2 separate regions of the Hordeum vulgare genome follow, and region 2 is linked to region 1. A link is a contact called in public Hi-C data. All regions are on one chromosome and are shown on one strand. The core of a region is the stretch at or near the end of the contact, and the rest is flanking DNA. Distances in the headings are between cores, read along the strand shown.

Region 1 (7,343 bases), core at 1,128-3,627:
CTGTATGTCACAAAAATTATATGATGATATTTATCTTTCAAATACAAATCCAATGACATATTCTTATATCATATAAATCATACTTCCTCCGTTCCTTGTACTTTTTTCCCCTCTAAACAGGCTATCGCTCCGTTTTATGAATAAAGCTACATAACAGAATACATGTCCGAACGATACATTATGGCGAGAAGGCCCTCTTACAAAGCAGATCAAAAGATACAACAATAACCTAGAACAAGCAAACAACTCGTTAAGACCCGACCGAAGACTCCTGAGTTCCACGGCAACACCCCCAAAAAGGTGACGGGGCAAAGCGTCGTCCTTGTCGAGTCCAAGCGAACACACAAATGTTTTCATCCATAGCCCTGGCATAACGATACCCACGACGACGGCTCCAAAAAGCACGCGACACCCACAGGCTCCGCCGATGCCGGCGCCATATAGCACGAAGCTTTCTCCCGGACACTCGCCAACGCCACCAAAAGGGGTCCCGGTCACCATCTGGACCATCCCATCTTCATCATATCTGGACACTGGTAGAGCAGACCAGAGCCTCCCACTACTCCACCCCTTGCCATCCACATGACCACGAAGTAGAGTCACCACCGCCACCATGAAGCCTGCCGGGAAGCCAATGATGAGGCCCACCATCTAAGACCGCCGCCTCGACATCCATGGCTCCGGACACCAACGTCCATCCACATTACAACCCTCGCCATGGTAGTAGGAGTAGAAGGGAGCACCTTTTATTCTTAGCTCGGCATCAGCCATCAGGTGTGGGTTAGCGCCTCCACAACAGGTGGCACCCATGCGTGCCTTCCCTGTCGGTCCTGATGGACCATGGGGATGCAACCTAGTGACTGTCAATGGTCGCCGATGAACAACTCGAACGACGCTAAAACCATGGCAACCAGAGCCGATCCGTCCGATGACACGGCATCACCCGAAGAGCTGAACTCGGACCGACGACACGAGCAAGCGGCTGACGCGAAGAGCACAACGCGGATCAAGCCAAGCCAACCCTTCGTATCTCCGCACCACACGCTGTCCACCACCACAGACTAGTGCCACGCCGACCACCCCATTGTTAACCACCATCGAAAAGCACAGTCGAGGTTAACAGCCCACACCAAGCTCAGCCCTCGGCTCCTCCCATCGCCAGACGCCAGTCAAGGTCGAATTTGGCCGGCCCGTCACCACCAGGGAGCGCTGCAGCATGGGGTGGCCGCCGGAGTCAGCCAGCCTCTGCGGCGAGCCGAAGCCCCGCCGCCTGCAGCTCGGTCGGGGGAAGGAGGTGGCCCAGCCGCTGCCCAAACTGTCCGGGCTTTGCCCGCCAGCACGTCGGGGCGGCGGCGAGGGGAGGACAACTCTAGGAGGGGAGGGTAGCTGCGCGGCGCTAGGGGGCGGAGGGAGCCAAAGCAAGCCCGAACCATTTCACTATGGCCAATCTTCATGTTCTTTTTTGCGCATCAATAATGGGTATGTACTTAACGGAAACAATTACTCCCTCCGTTTCATAATATAAGTCTTTTTAAAGATTATACTAAGGACTAAATACGGATGTATATAGACATATTTTAGAGTATAGATTCACTTATTTTATTTTGTATGTAGTCCTTCAGTGAAATCGTTTAAAAGACTTATATTTAGGAACGGAGGGAGTAGTGATAATTTGGTATTCTCTTCGTATTAAAATAAATGTCTTAATTTTATACTAACTTAAGTCACGTTAAGAAAAAGAGTATAATGCTTCTTTCATTTAGAATTAGTTACTAACGCTCAGACAGGTGTATCAAAGACCCCGCGCAAAAAATAATTCCAAACGGAACGGAGGAAGTATAAAATAGAAGCTAAAGTACTTACCGGAAAGCTCCTCATATAAGCGAGAGTATTACACCCGATGACGATAATTTTGTTATCCACCTCCGATACCCAGAAAGGTGTATTTCTGAGGTCCAGGCCTTCGTTTTGGTAGCTCATAGTGTCAGTGGCCACATCATAGCACCGCCACGACATGGTCGTGGCGTTTATCCAGGCCTTGCCGTCTGGCACGGAGATTTTGGTCACCTCGACATATCCCGCAAAAGGCTTGAGGATGCCATTGACGGTCGTGCAGTTGATGTTAAAGCCGCGGTGCAACGCGCACTGCTCGCCGATGCCGAACGGGAATGGGATGTCAACCTCGCCGCACTTGGCCTGGCAGCCGGTAAGGTGGGCTACCGGCACATCGGCCGTGGCCGGCACCCAAATCGCCGAAAGGCAGAGAAGAACATGGCAAGACAAAAGAAACCGAGAACACCCGAGCTTCATCTTTGCCGAACGGGTAGGTGTGGCTGCGTGCTCCTGAGCTCCTAGCACTCCGGGGATATAAGTAGAAGAATGAAAAAGCTAGCCAGGTGTTCGGCAAAAATGCACATTATTATAAACAAATGTCAAGTAGGAGTCAATAAGTCATGTCTCATCATCTTATAAAATATTCTGCATACACATGTAACATCTGTCCGGGCTGGCTGCATGTAAACCTGAGAATGGTTTTATACTTAAACCATACCCCAACCATATCCATACATTTATCTCTTAAAACCATACTTAAACCATATCCATTTGGTGTCATTTTCAGCCAACCAAAACTAAACCCATTATTTTTTCCACCCAAACCAACTTAAACCCGATGAATAACCGTGGGTTTAAAACCAATACATAACTATGGGTTTGCTTTAATATACATATAATTACACAAATTGACAAGTTAAGAAGCAAATGAGATAAAAAAGGCATAAGTGCATCTACAACAGTTTGAAAACAAAGTTATCCTTGAGATACACTCAACACACAACAAAAGGCAAAAAAAAATACCCACGTATAAATAGCTCACTAACAAGTGTATTAAAATAAAATTATTTAGCTAAAGCACAAGCAAACACTTCCGATTTTCATGCGGTATTTCTTCATAATACATAATTACATAGTGGATTACAACATGCATGCGAATCAAAGATATTCGTTCTCGGTCATCGTTGGTTATTGCACATAACCAATGCCTAGAAACCGGTTTGGACCCATAATTTATAACCGTTTATAACCAAACTGTTTAAGCCCATAACCAACTATACCCAAACTGATTTCTCCACATACCCAAACCAAAACCAAACTAAAAAAAGTTCAATCCAATAAAACCTAAACCAATCAAACCCAAAGTAATAACCGAACCGTTACATCCGATTTTCTAATAACCATTTCCAAATTTAGCTGCATGAGGCAGTGGCACATGTAGCAGACTAGCAGTCGCCGCTGGCCGGGCTGCATGCGACAGTGGTACACTATTGGATTTGACCGGGTCACGCAGGTGCAGTGCATGGCCTAGAGCGCGGGAGTAAAAGAAAACTGGCGTGGCGCGCATGCATGGCGTGACGCGCGGAAACAGCAGTTACAGCATCTCCAAGACGCGCCAAAAGACGGGTCGCATTATAAACCGTCATTTTAGAGCGCGTCAGACGGAATGGCGTGCTCCAGCGGCGACGGAAAAACAGCATGCGTGGTAACAGCTTGCGCGCGTGAAAAGGCGGCAGCTAGCAATCATTTTTGCAGCGTTCTGTCGCTTCCTCGCGCCGCCACCGCTCCACTCTCTCTCTCTCCCTCTACCTCTCGCGTCGCCGCCGCTCCAGCGCGCCGCCACCGCTCCAGCGCCCCGCCCCCGACGCACCACCATGCTGCCGCGTCGTCGTTCTGCGTTGGGCTACCGCGGCGTCCGCGAGCGCCCCAACGACGAGTTCTACACCGAGATACGATCCGGCGATCTCCGGCTTAGCCTCGGCACATACGACACGACGCACGAGGCCGCCCGCGCGTTCGACGCGGCGGCGTGACCGCGCCGCCAAATGAACTTTCAGGACGTCCACACGCTCCAGCAGGCGTTAGACGTCGCCCGCCGCCTCGTGTAAACTCCGCACAAGACCGTGCGGAGCACACTGTGCGGCAGCGCCGCCTCCTCGTCGCCCAGGAGGACGAGCGGGTCATGGCGCGCAGAGTGGCGTCGGCGCCACTCGGAGGACGTCGTCTACGAGGAGGGTTATTGGGCAAGGCGCCGCGAGGAGGCACGCGCCGGCGCCGCGAGGAGCGGTTGGACATGCGTCGGCAGAAGGCATTGGCGAGTGCGCATGCCGATATCGTCAATGCAGGCAGGAGCTCCTTCTTCACTAAGAAGATGAGCGTTGGTTCGACATCTGGCTGTCAACCTCTGACGACACCAACGATGATGATGATGGTGCAGATGATTGGAGCGACTGGGATTAGTTTTTATGTTTTCGAACTATCTAGCACCGAATTATCTATCTATGTTTTCGAACTACCTATCTAGTTGCAATCTATGTAAAATAACTTTGTATGCTTTTTATTTAATGCAATCTATTTATTAAAAAATGGTGTGCGCGCGCTGTATTTTTGGTCACTGCTGGAGCGACGCGCGCTGTGCCAGGGGCGGACCTAGAAACTATTTTAAGTGGGGCAAACAATAGGAGTGGGGGCACACTTTGTACAAATTTACATAGTTTTAGCAAAAAATTCTAAAATTTCAAAGAACTATAACTGGAGTTTCATATTTTGAGTAGGGTCTTAGGCCCCCACTCCCATGAACGTGGGTCCACCCCTGCGCGCTGCATTATAGCACGTCTATTGGAGTCAGCGTCTAACCCGCGCTAAATCAGCCAAAACGCGTGCGGGAAATGAACGCGACGCGAAGCACGGCTGTTGGAGATGCCCTTAGAAATATCTTAGGAATATGTTCAGGCACAAGCTCCTGCAGTGCATGGCGTGGCACGCATGCATGGATATTTGCTCCTGCAGTGCATGGCGTGGCGCGCATGCATAGATATTTGCTGTGCATGGCGTGGCGTGCTCGGTCATTCAAATATGTCACCTCAGTCCTCGGTCCTCTCACAATCACGGACATTCGCACGCTAATTATTTGGAGGGACAAGAAGACTTGGACCTGGTCAGTCCTTGGGAGACCTTTCAACTCGATTAATTGCCATTCTTTTTCGAAACGAAGTTTATTGTTTATTGATTGTTTACAGGAGTACTTGCCAAAGCATAAACAATAAGAGCATTTTTAATGGAGGGTGTAAATTTGAACGTGTATAGATATACACGTTCATATATACCTGCTAAATTATACATCTTTCAGTTTTTTTAGTGAAACGTGTAAAGTAGGACGTGTATATTTTCAACGGCTATATTTTTAAACGGTTATATTTTCAACGGTCATATTTCTGATCTATATAAACCACCTCTATCACCTTTCTTCCAGCACACTTCTATCTGTGACTTCTCTTCTCTCCTAGATTTCTCTATTGTCTCTCACGCAACACAATGAACACATCGACCTGGGACATGAGTTCTTCGTCATCTTCATCTGACGACGATGAACTCATACTTGCAGCATTCGCCGAGCGCGAGGAGGAAGAGAGGAAGAACGCTCGACGCCATGGCGGTTCCAAGCATGGACGTCAGTCAATCGATCGAGGAAGAGATGCCGAATTTCTTCTTCTGTGGAACGACTACTTCAAAGAAGTGCCTCGCGTTCCTGAGCATTTTTTTCGACGAAGGTTTGTAATTAGTACACTTCTCTGCTTTGGTCATTTTTCATTTCCCTGTCTCATTGACTTTTTATGCATAGATTTAGGATGTCGCGTACTTTGTTCAACCGCATAGCTGATGGTATACTTAAGCATGACTATGATGGTTATTTTACGCAAAAAAGTATTTCTGGAGCTCTTGGGTTACATCCTCAACAAAAGATGACCGCGGCAATGGAGATCCTCACATATGGAATAGCAGCTGATGGTGTTGATGAGTACATCCGGTCCTAGTTATAAGTTTGTAATCCATGTCTTTGTAATGCAGCTATCAATAAAAATATGTATGCAATGAGTGATGTAATCCATGTCCTCAACTAGCAGAAAGCATCAAATTGTTCTTACAACAACTAGCAGAAAGCATCAAATTGTTCTTACAACAACTAGCAGAAAGCATCAAATTGTTCTTACAACAACTAGCAGAAACGAGTAAATAGTTCTTACAACAACAACATATAGCTCACATTACTCAAGGCCGCGAGCAAGGATCTTCTTCTGCTTAGCTTGGTAGAACTTCTTTTGCACATCAGTCATACCACTAGTGTGGATGAGCATGGCCCTCTCATCTAATTCAAACTATCTCCATGCACGCCCCTCTCTCGTTTCGTGCATCCTCCTTCTTTTTTAGTGCAATCTCCTCTTTTCGCAATTCAAGTTGCTGCGCGTAGCGAGCATTTCTTGCCGCCTCTTTGATCTCATCCTTCTCTTGCTTTGCTGCTCACACAGTTTTTAATGAAAGCTTGCAAGCAATGTCATCAGCCTTACCTCTCTTATCCTTCTTCACACCATCAGGTCTTTTCTCATGTTCAAGAGCATCAGTGCGTATCGAGGTAGCATCAGTACGTACCGAGGATGCACCAGCCGGATCATTGGTGGTTGTGCCCGGACTTGCATCAATGGTCTTCTTTTGTTTCTTTAGAGAAGTTTCAAGTTCTCTTGTTTGCCACTTTGGATGCTTCGAAAACTCTATGTAGCAATGCATCAATGTGAAAGGTTTCTTTTTTTAGGATCCATTTCGTTGAACAAAATGTGTGCATCGTTTGTCTGCACATATAAAATATGCACAACACATATAGAATATTGCACATCACATATTGGCGCATACCTTTTCTTCTATAGTCCTTCCACTTTCTTGCCTATTTAAAATCTGCTGAAGGCAACCAAAAAATTTAGAGGTCTCTATGTTAATCAATGTGTAACGGAAATTGATTGCATTATCATTTCGCTCCGGCCATGATGATTCCTTGTGTCTGTTGTAGTACTCTGAAATTCTAGCCCAATAAGCATCTCGGTTTTGATCTATCCCAACAATATACAAACTTGTATTTGCCCATGCTGCTATGAGAACCTTGTCCTCATCACTAGACCATTTTTTTTCTTTGTTGGATTTTCCTTTCTCTGTTATTGCAGAACGATGCTGAGTTGATGAAGTTGCCTGCTCCCCAATTGAACTATTTGGTTGTGTTTGTGTGTAACCAGAATCAATGGTGTCCAAAAAGGCTTGGTCATCATCCATCTGCAAGCAATCCATCCATACAAGCTATTTTAGACCACAATCTGAATCAAATTGACAGCAATAGACAGCTATGTTAGTTTCAGTCCCCTGCTTCCTACCCCTCCCGTCGCTGCATCTGCTCCCCCTCCCATCGTTGCATCTGCTACCCCTCCCGTCGCTGCATCTGCTACCCCTCCCATCGCTGCATCTCCCCC
Region 2 (7,187 bases), core at 4,041-6,540, 330 kb after region 1:
CTAACCTTGTTTGTCGGCGGATTTTGAGCAAAGAAGGGCAGGACCCTCTTCGCCCCCATCGGATTATCACAAGGACCAACTATTCCGCAGATCCACTTCGCTACCGTGTCTTCATCCACTTCCTCAGGATGAGACCGAGTGGAGTCTTCACGACCAGTGTAATGCCACATAGTGTGGTCCCGAGCTTGGAGAGGCTGGATGCGTCTGCCAAGGAAGTGTTGGAAATATGCCCTAGAGACAATAATAAATTAGTTATTATTATATTTCCTTGTTCATAATAATCGTTTATTATCCATGCTAGAATTATATCGATTGGAAACTCAAATACATGTGTGGATACATAGACAACACACTGTCCCTAGTAAGCCTCTAGTTGACTAGCTCGTTGATCAAAGATGGTCAAGGTTTCCTAACCATAGACAAGTGTTGTCACTTGATAACGGGATCACATCATTAGGAGAATCATGTGATGGACAAGACCCAAACTATGAACGTAGCATATTGACCGTGTCATTTTATTGCTATAGTTTTCTACGTGTCAAGTATTTGTTCCTATGACCATGAGATCATATAACTCATTGGCACCAGAGGAATACCTTGTGTGCATCAAACGTCACAACGTAACTAGGTGACTATAAAGGTGTTCTACAGGTATCTCCGAAGGTGTCCGTTGAGTTAGTATGGATCAAGACTGAGATTTGCCACTCCGTGTGACGGAGAGGTATCTCGGGGCCCACTCGGTAATACAACATCACACACAAGCCTTGCAAGCAATGTGACTAAGTGTAAGTCACGGAATCTTTTATTAAGGAACGAGTAAAGAGACTTGCTGGTAACGAGATTGAAATAGGTATGCGGATACCAACGATCGAATCTCGGGCAAGTAACATACCGAAGGACAAAGGGAATGACATACGGGATTATATGAATCCTTGACACTGAGGTTCAACCGATAAGATCTTCGGAGAATATGTAGGATCCAATATGGGCATCCAGGTCCCGCTATTGGATATTGACCGAGGAGTACCTCGGGTCATGTCTACATAGTTCTCAAACCCGTAGGGTCTGCACACTTAAGGTTCGGTGACATTTCGGTATAGTTGAGTTATAGGTGTTGGTAACCAAAAGTTGTTCGGAGTCCCAGATGAGATCCAGGACGTCACGAGGAGCTCTGGAGGTAAATATTGATATATAGGAAGTCCTGTTTTGGTCACCGGAAAAGTTTCGGGCTCATCGGTAGTGTACCGGGAGTGCCGGGAGGGGTGCCGGGGACCATCGGGAGGGGTGTCACGCCCCAAGGGGTCTCATGGGCTATGGGAAGAGATAAATCAGCCCCTAGTGGGCTGTAATAAGTTCCCACCAAGGCCCATAAGGTTTGAGAAGGAAAAAACACAAGGTGGAAAGAGTTTCCAAGTGGGAAGGTGGAATCCTACTCCAAGTAGGATTGGAGTAGGACTCCTCCACCTCCAATTTCGGCCAAACCTTGAGGGTTTGAGGCTGCCTCCTCCCCTCCCTCCCTCCTATATATACTAGAGGTATTGAGGGTTTTTGAGACACAACTTTGCCACGTGTTGCTCGACCCTATACCACGCAGTTTTTCCTCTAGATCGTATTTCTGCGGAGCTTAGGCGAAGCCCTGCCGGAGTAGATCATCACCACCACCGGCACGCCGTCACGCTACCGGAGAACTCTTCTACCTCTCCGCCCCCTATTGCTGGATCAAGAAGGTGGAGATCGTCATCGAGCTGTACGTGTGCTGAACGCGGAGGTGTCGTCCGTTTGGCACTAGATCGGGAAGGATCGTGATGAAGTTCGCAGGACGGATCATGATGAAGTTCGCACGACGGATCGGGATGAAGTTCGCGTGACGGATCATGATGAAGTTCGCGGGACGGATCGTGATGAGATAGTACGACTACGGCAATCTGAATCGCGGAACGTTCCACTACATCAACCGTGTTTCTTAACGCTTCGTGTTGTGCGATCTATAAGGGTACGTAGATCCAAATCTCCTCTCATAGATGGACATCACCATGATAGGTCTTCGTGCGCGTAGGAATTTTTTTGTTTCCCATGCGACGTTCTCCAACATGAAGGTCTCTAACAGATCCATTCCTGCCACTTCGTAGCGGACCAGACCAATCAACGCTTTGACTAAAGGCTCCACCTGGGCTTTCTCCTCCTTCATCGACACTAACGTCCTCAGAGCACTCGGTCGCTCTAAAGTAAAGGGAGGGAGTCCACTCGACATATTCGGGCAAGCGACAAAATTACAGTAAAACCAAGTGGCTTGCCAGTTGCGAACCGACTCGGGAAAGGTCATGACAGGATAACTACTTTTGGCTCTCTTTTGAAGTCCTAAGCCCCCACACAACTAGATGATATGGGTCTTGTCATCAGTCGGATTGACCTTCTTTACCGACTAAGAATGCACAATGAAGATAGATTTAAAGAGTCCCCAGTGAGGAGGACACCCCAAGAAACACTCGCATAAAGTTACAAAGGCAGAAAGGTGGGCAATGGCATTCGGAGGGAAATGATGTAACTGCGCCCCGAAGAAGTTCAAGAACCCCCGAATAAAAGGATGAGGCAGCAGAGATAAACCTCTTTCGACGTGGGTCAGAAGGAGGACTTCATCGCGCGGCTCAGGCTTGACTTCATCGCCAGGAAGCCTCCAAGATTTGTCCGCCAGCATGCCGTGCTCGACGAGTTCGAGGAGGTCCTCCTTCCGCATAGTGGATCGGAGGAAATCCCCCTGGATCCAGCCCGGCGGCAGAGCCCGCTTCCTAGGCTTGGAGCCGCCCTTCTTCTTCGCCTTCTCTAGCTTGCCGGTTTGCCCCTTCATCACGGCTACGGCAGGGAGATTGGTTGCTGAGAGCTGGGCTGGTGGCTAAGGAGAAGGAAGATCAGAGGAGAAGAAAGAGTTGGTGCCGTTCCAAACCTTAGCGCCGACGTCTTTTATAACCAACCGACTGGGTCTCTGGCAAGTGCACCCTCAGCTTATCCCTTTGATGGCCACCGCGAGATACGTGGCGGAGATAGAGGCGCAAGAATCGAGGCGACGCGATCCACTTGATGGTGATGACGTCATCGCAACGTTGCGCGCGGCAACCGAAGTTTTCAAATCCCGAAAAATCCGGGGCTGACAGGGTGACTGGTCACATCAAAAGATCCCGTCAGATGCGCCGATTCGCTAGTTCACTCGGATCCTCAAAGTCACTTAGATACTTTGGACCAAGCAGAATCGATCAAGGCGAATGATGAAGATTTCGATCGACATCCAATTCAGCAAAACTTTGGAGAGCATTCAAATTCGGTCTGCTATATCAAGATTTGCAGCTACACCTTCACCACTCGAACCTCGATCCATTCGGGGGATAATGATGGGGTTATAGCCCTAGAGTAGGGTCATAGGCCTGACCTATAAGTCCTACCCAAGGGCACCTCATTATTAGCTTGAAGGTCACAAGATACCTACCGACTGGATTAAGACAACCTCTTGCCCACTCGGTATAAAACCACTCGAAAAATTATCTTATACTCGACGACTGGATTCCACTCGGTGAAGACCAGAAGCCAGTCGACATAGAAGGCCAGAAGCCACCTCAGGGAGGCTAACGGTCATACGTTAGACCACTGTAGTTATTTTCATTTATGCGTATGCATTTAATCTCACTTATTGCACCCTTGAAGGCTTGGCACTTATGAGGGGCCGCACACTCTATATAAGGGACCCCTCCCCTCTGGCACAAGGGTTCGCATTCTGTAACACCTGTATCCCACTCGACACAAAAGCTCGAGGGCACTAAGACGTAGGGCTATTATCTCCACCGCAGAGGGGCCTGAACTCGTACAACCTTGCCGTAGCTAGGACTCTGCCCTCTACTTTCATACCCTACTCGTCTACTGTCAGGCTTATTTCCACGACAGGAGGTTCGTCGAGTGGATTTGAGTGAAAACCTCGCTCTCGGTTTGTTGCTAAGACCGGCGACGGCGACACTGTTTTGTGTCGTTACCTTCTTGAGGGCATCGCCGTGGAGAAACTCAAGACCTCTATCCGCTACCTCTGGGGGAAACCCTTGATCAGTAGATCGGATGACGGCGGCGCTCTGGTGTCGTTTCCTCCTTGGGGGCGTCATTTTTGGAGGTGTACACGGGCTCGAGGGACCAGTGGACGGCTTCTTTGGTGGAGCGATGCTTCATCTTACTCATTGATGGTGATGCATCTCGGTCGCGTGGGGCAGTGGAGACTCGTTGTCCGATGCGCGAAGATGGACTCACGCAGGAGGAGGACGCTCTCTGACGTCATGGTGGCGTCAATGGCAGAGAGGTCTGGCAATGTCAGTGTGTTAGTTTCTACTCTAAAGATGGATTGGTGGAAGACGGCATCGACGACACATGAGAGTGCGTTGGATCGGTTTGTACCACAAACCCAACATGTGGCTCGGTTGGGGCCTCCGGCTTTAGATGTTAGGCTTTTGTGTGATGTATGTTTCGTATTAGGCTCGGACTATCGGCACCCCTTCATCAAGTGGTTAGGAGAAGCGATAATTGTTGCTAAGATGATGATTTCAGACAAACTGATGTACTACTTATAAGACCTTTGTGAATAATTAATAAAATGACCGCATGCATCATCTAGATGCACACGCGAGGAGTAATCCTCCTTTTCTAAAAAAGGTTGTTATTATTAGACGGAGGGAGTAACACAAATAAACACAAACTGAGACATGCACGAGATATGATACAAATATCATAAACCAAAGAAACACAAGCATGGCAATATGATGCCTATTGGGTGAGATGCACAATTCCCCTTTATGAACCTGTCCGTGTGGTCCACCTCCCGAGCCATCCCTCCGGGGATACCCAACCCCCCACCCCGTTATCCCTACCGCTTCATCTTTGTGGAAGGTCACGACGGCGAGGATGCTGCGCTCCGGCGAGGGATTTGGGAGGAGAGAACGATCTGCAGGGAAGAGCACAATAGGAATGATTTTTTTTTTTTTTTGAGAAAAACAAGAGGAATGGCTGTGTGCATGTTTTTTTTGAGACACAATGGCTTTGTGTACGTACAGCAGCGTCCGAGCCCATCTATCTCCTCCACAGTCATGGAGGTGTGCCCATAGGTGCCGGCCCACACGTCTACAAACTGCTAAGCCCATTAGGCTTCTCGTGTGAATTTCAGCCCATACACTACTAGTTCGCGCTTCTCCGATTCGCAATGAGCCCAACCGGAGCCCGCCTGACGTTCCCCACCCATCGCGACCTCCTCGCCTTTCTTCCCACCTCCGTCGCCGCCACTCCCTAAACATCACCAACAAACCTGCAGGCGCTCCAACTCCTGCCACCGCCACCGCCACCGCCAACTCCCTCCGCGCCGCCTCTGACGGGTCGCCGCAGCTGCGGAGCGCGCGCTAGAGGGAGAGATGGGGGGCGGCAGGAAGCGCGGGCGCTCGCAGCGTCGTCACTTCAAGCAGGAGCGCGAGAACGTCTGGAAGGACAACCCCAGGCGCCCTCCCGCCTCCGCCGGCGAAGGAGGCGAGGGCAACGGCTGGCAGCCCTTCGCCACGGAGAACCTGGCCTTCGAGGCTTACTACAAGGTGCAGACGCCTGGTTCAGATCACGCGTAGCTCCCCTTTTCGACATTTTTGGCTCGATGGCATTAACATGGAGCAGTGCCAGCCCTGTGATTTTCACGCGTCTTTCGTTCTAGAGCGCGACGATTTGTTGATTAGTGGCGGATGAGTCAATATAAGATTATTTGTAAGGCGCAGGTTTATGGATTGATGATTGCCGTATTGAGTACTGGTCTCTGGACCGCCTTGCTGCTAATAGCAGCATATCTGCCCTCCGCTGTCTTTGCTTCTGTCGGAGCGCCTTGTAGCTGAAGTCTTTCAACTGGATGCAGCATCACTTAGAAACTGTTGATGTGGCCTCTGTTAGAATCCTATTGAATGTGAATCTGTGTATGCCTTGCAGGGGCAGCAAATTGTTCCTGAGGAAGAGTGGGATGCCTTCATGAGCATGCTCCGGAAGCCATTGCCAGCCGCTTTTAGGATTAATGCGAGGTAACTTTGCTTTTTTTCTGAAACGTAAGCGTGCTGACATTTGTATGCATGACCTGGACTGAGCGCAATTGGATACTGACTCAATAATCAAGCCTACTAAACTTTTTGAACTAAGACTTTCCTAATTTTACTCTCTCCAGCAGAGAGCAACTATGGTATTGCCCTCTGCCTTTCCAACTCTGAGATGGATGCAGCAGCTGGCAGTCGCCCCTTCCTTGCATATTAGTTCCCCCACGTAACAGTTAGTGTGTATCAAGATGGACCAACATGCCAGATTCTTGATAGTTGCGACAGTACCAGTAATACTGTATTTGAGCGCGAATCTCTTTGTCAGTCCTTATTACCTTTACTGAAATAGAAACTTCTTGGCACGTTTATGTTCTAGATGAAAGTCCAGTTACTGGCTGTTAACTGTGATCAACTAAGTGAAAGATCCGCTAACTTCTCGAGAATCACATGTTGATCTGCCTCCTCATCCAAACAAGCACTTTATTTGGGAAATCTATGCTACTCTTTTCAAGAGGAGTTTTCATGAATATTTTCAATAAATTGGTGTTATTTAGTTTGTAAGCATATCTGGCATTCTGGCTGTTGCTCTCACTCTTTTCCAATCTATAGCTGTTGTGTTTTGTGGGCAAAATTTTGGACTTGAAATCATGGAGGTATACACTCGTTTTGTTGACAGCAAAGGATGATATGCTTTCTGTTCTGGTTTGCCTGCTGGTTACTTGCTTTTGTTCACCAGACACTTAAATATGAACACATCTGTCACCTTCTCATGTGTGTTTACTTTTAAAGAATATAAACACCCACCTAATAGTTAGAGCAAAAAGGCACTCTTTGTATTAGGGCTCCTTTTTACTTTTGTTTAAGGTTTGGTTCTTCTATTGTATCAAGCTAAAGGATTTTTATTTGCTTCCCAGCTGTCAGTTTTTTAAAGACATTTGTTCACAATTAGAAAATGACTTCAGGAAGTCGTTAGAGACTGAGGTAATTTCTAAAAACCTTATGCATGCATTTAAGGTATGACCTTAATATTTTCTATTTCATAATACTTTTGTCATGTACAGGTCAGTGATGACCATGAAAAAGAGGCTATTCGGCCTTTGCCTTGGT

The links. A called contact is a pair of places that touch in the nucleus more often than the background predicts.
Region 2: a contact with region 1 is called in a Hi-C map of leaf, with 4 times the contacts expected there. The contact joins the promoter of LOC123399035 here to the promoter of LOC123399424 in region 1. A contact is called at or near these places in 3 of 6 Hi-C or Micro-C datasets (leaf and seedling).

What each region holds. Positions count from the first base shown.
Region 1 is chr5H:469,217,249-469,224,591 of MorexV3_pseudomolecules_assembly, forward strand. It overlaps LOC123399424 (putative wall-associated receptor kinase-like 16), which reads right to left and starts at 2,378. Exons shown (of 4, transcript XM_045093834.1): 1 at 1,864-2,378. The coding sequence starts at 2,310.
Region 2 is chr5H:469,545,900-469,553,086 of MorexV3_pseudomolecules_assembly, forward strand. LOC123399035 (RNA cytosine C(5)-methyltransferase NSUN2) reads left to right here and starts at 5,291. Exons shown (of 15, transcript XM_045093465.1): 1 at 5,291-5,603; 2 at 5,983-6,071; 3 at 6,995-7,061; 4 at 7,142-7,187. The coding sequence starts at 5,430.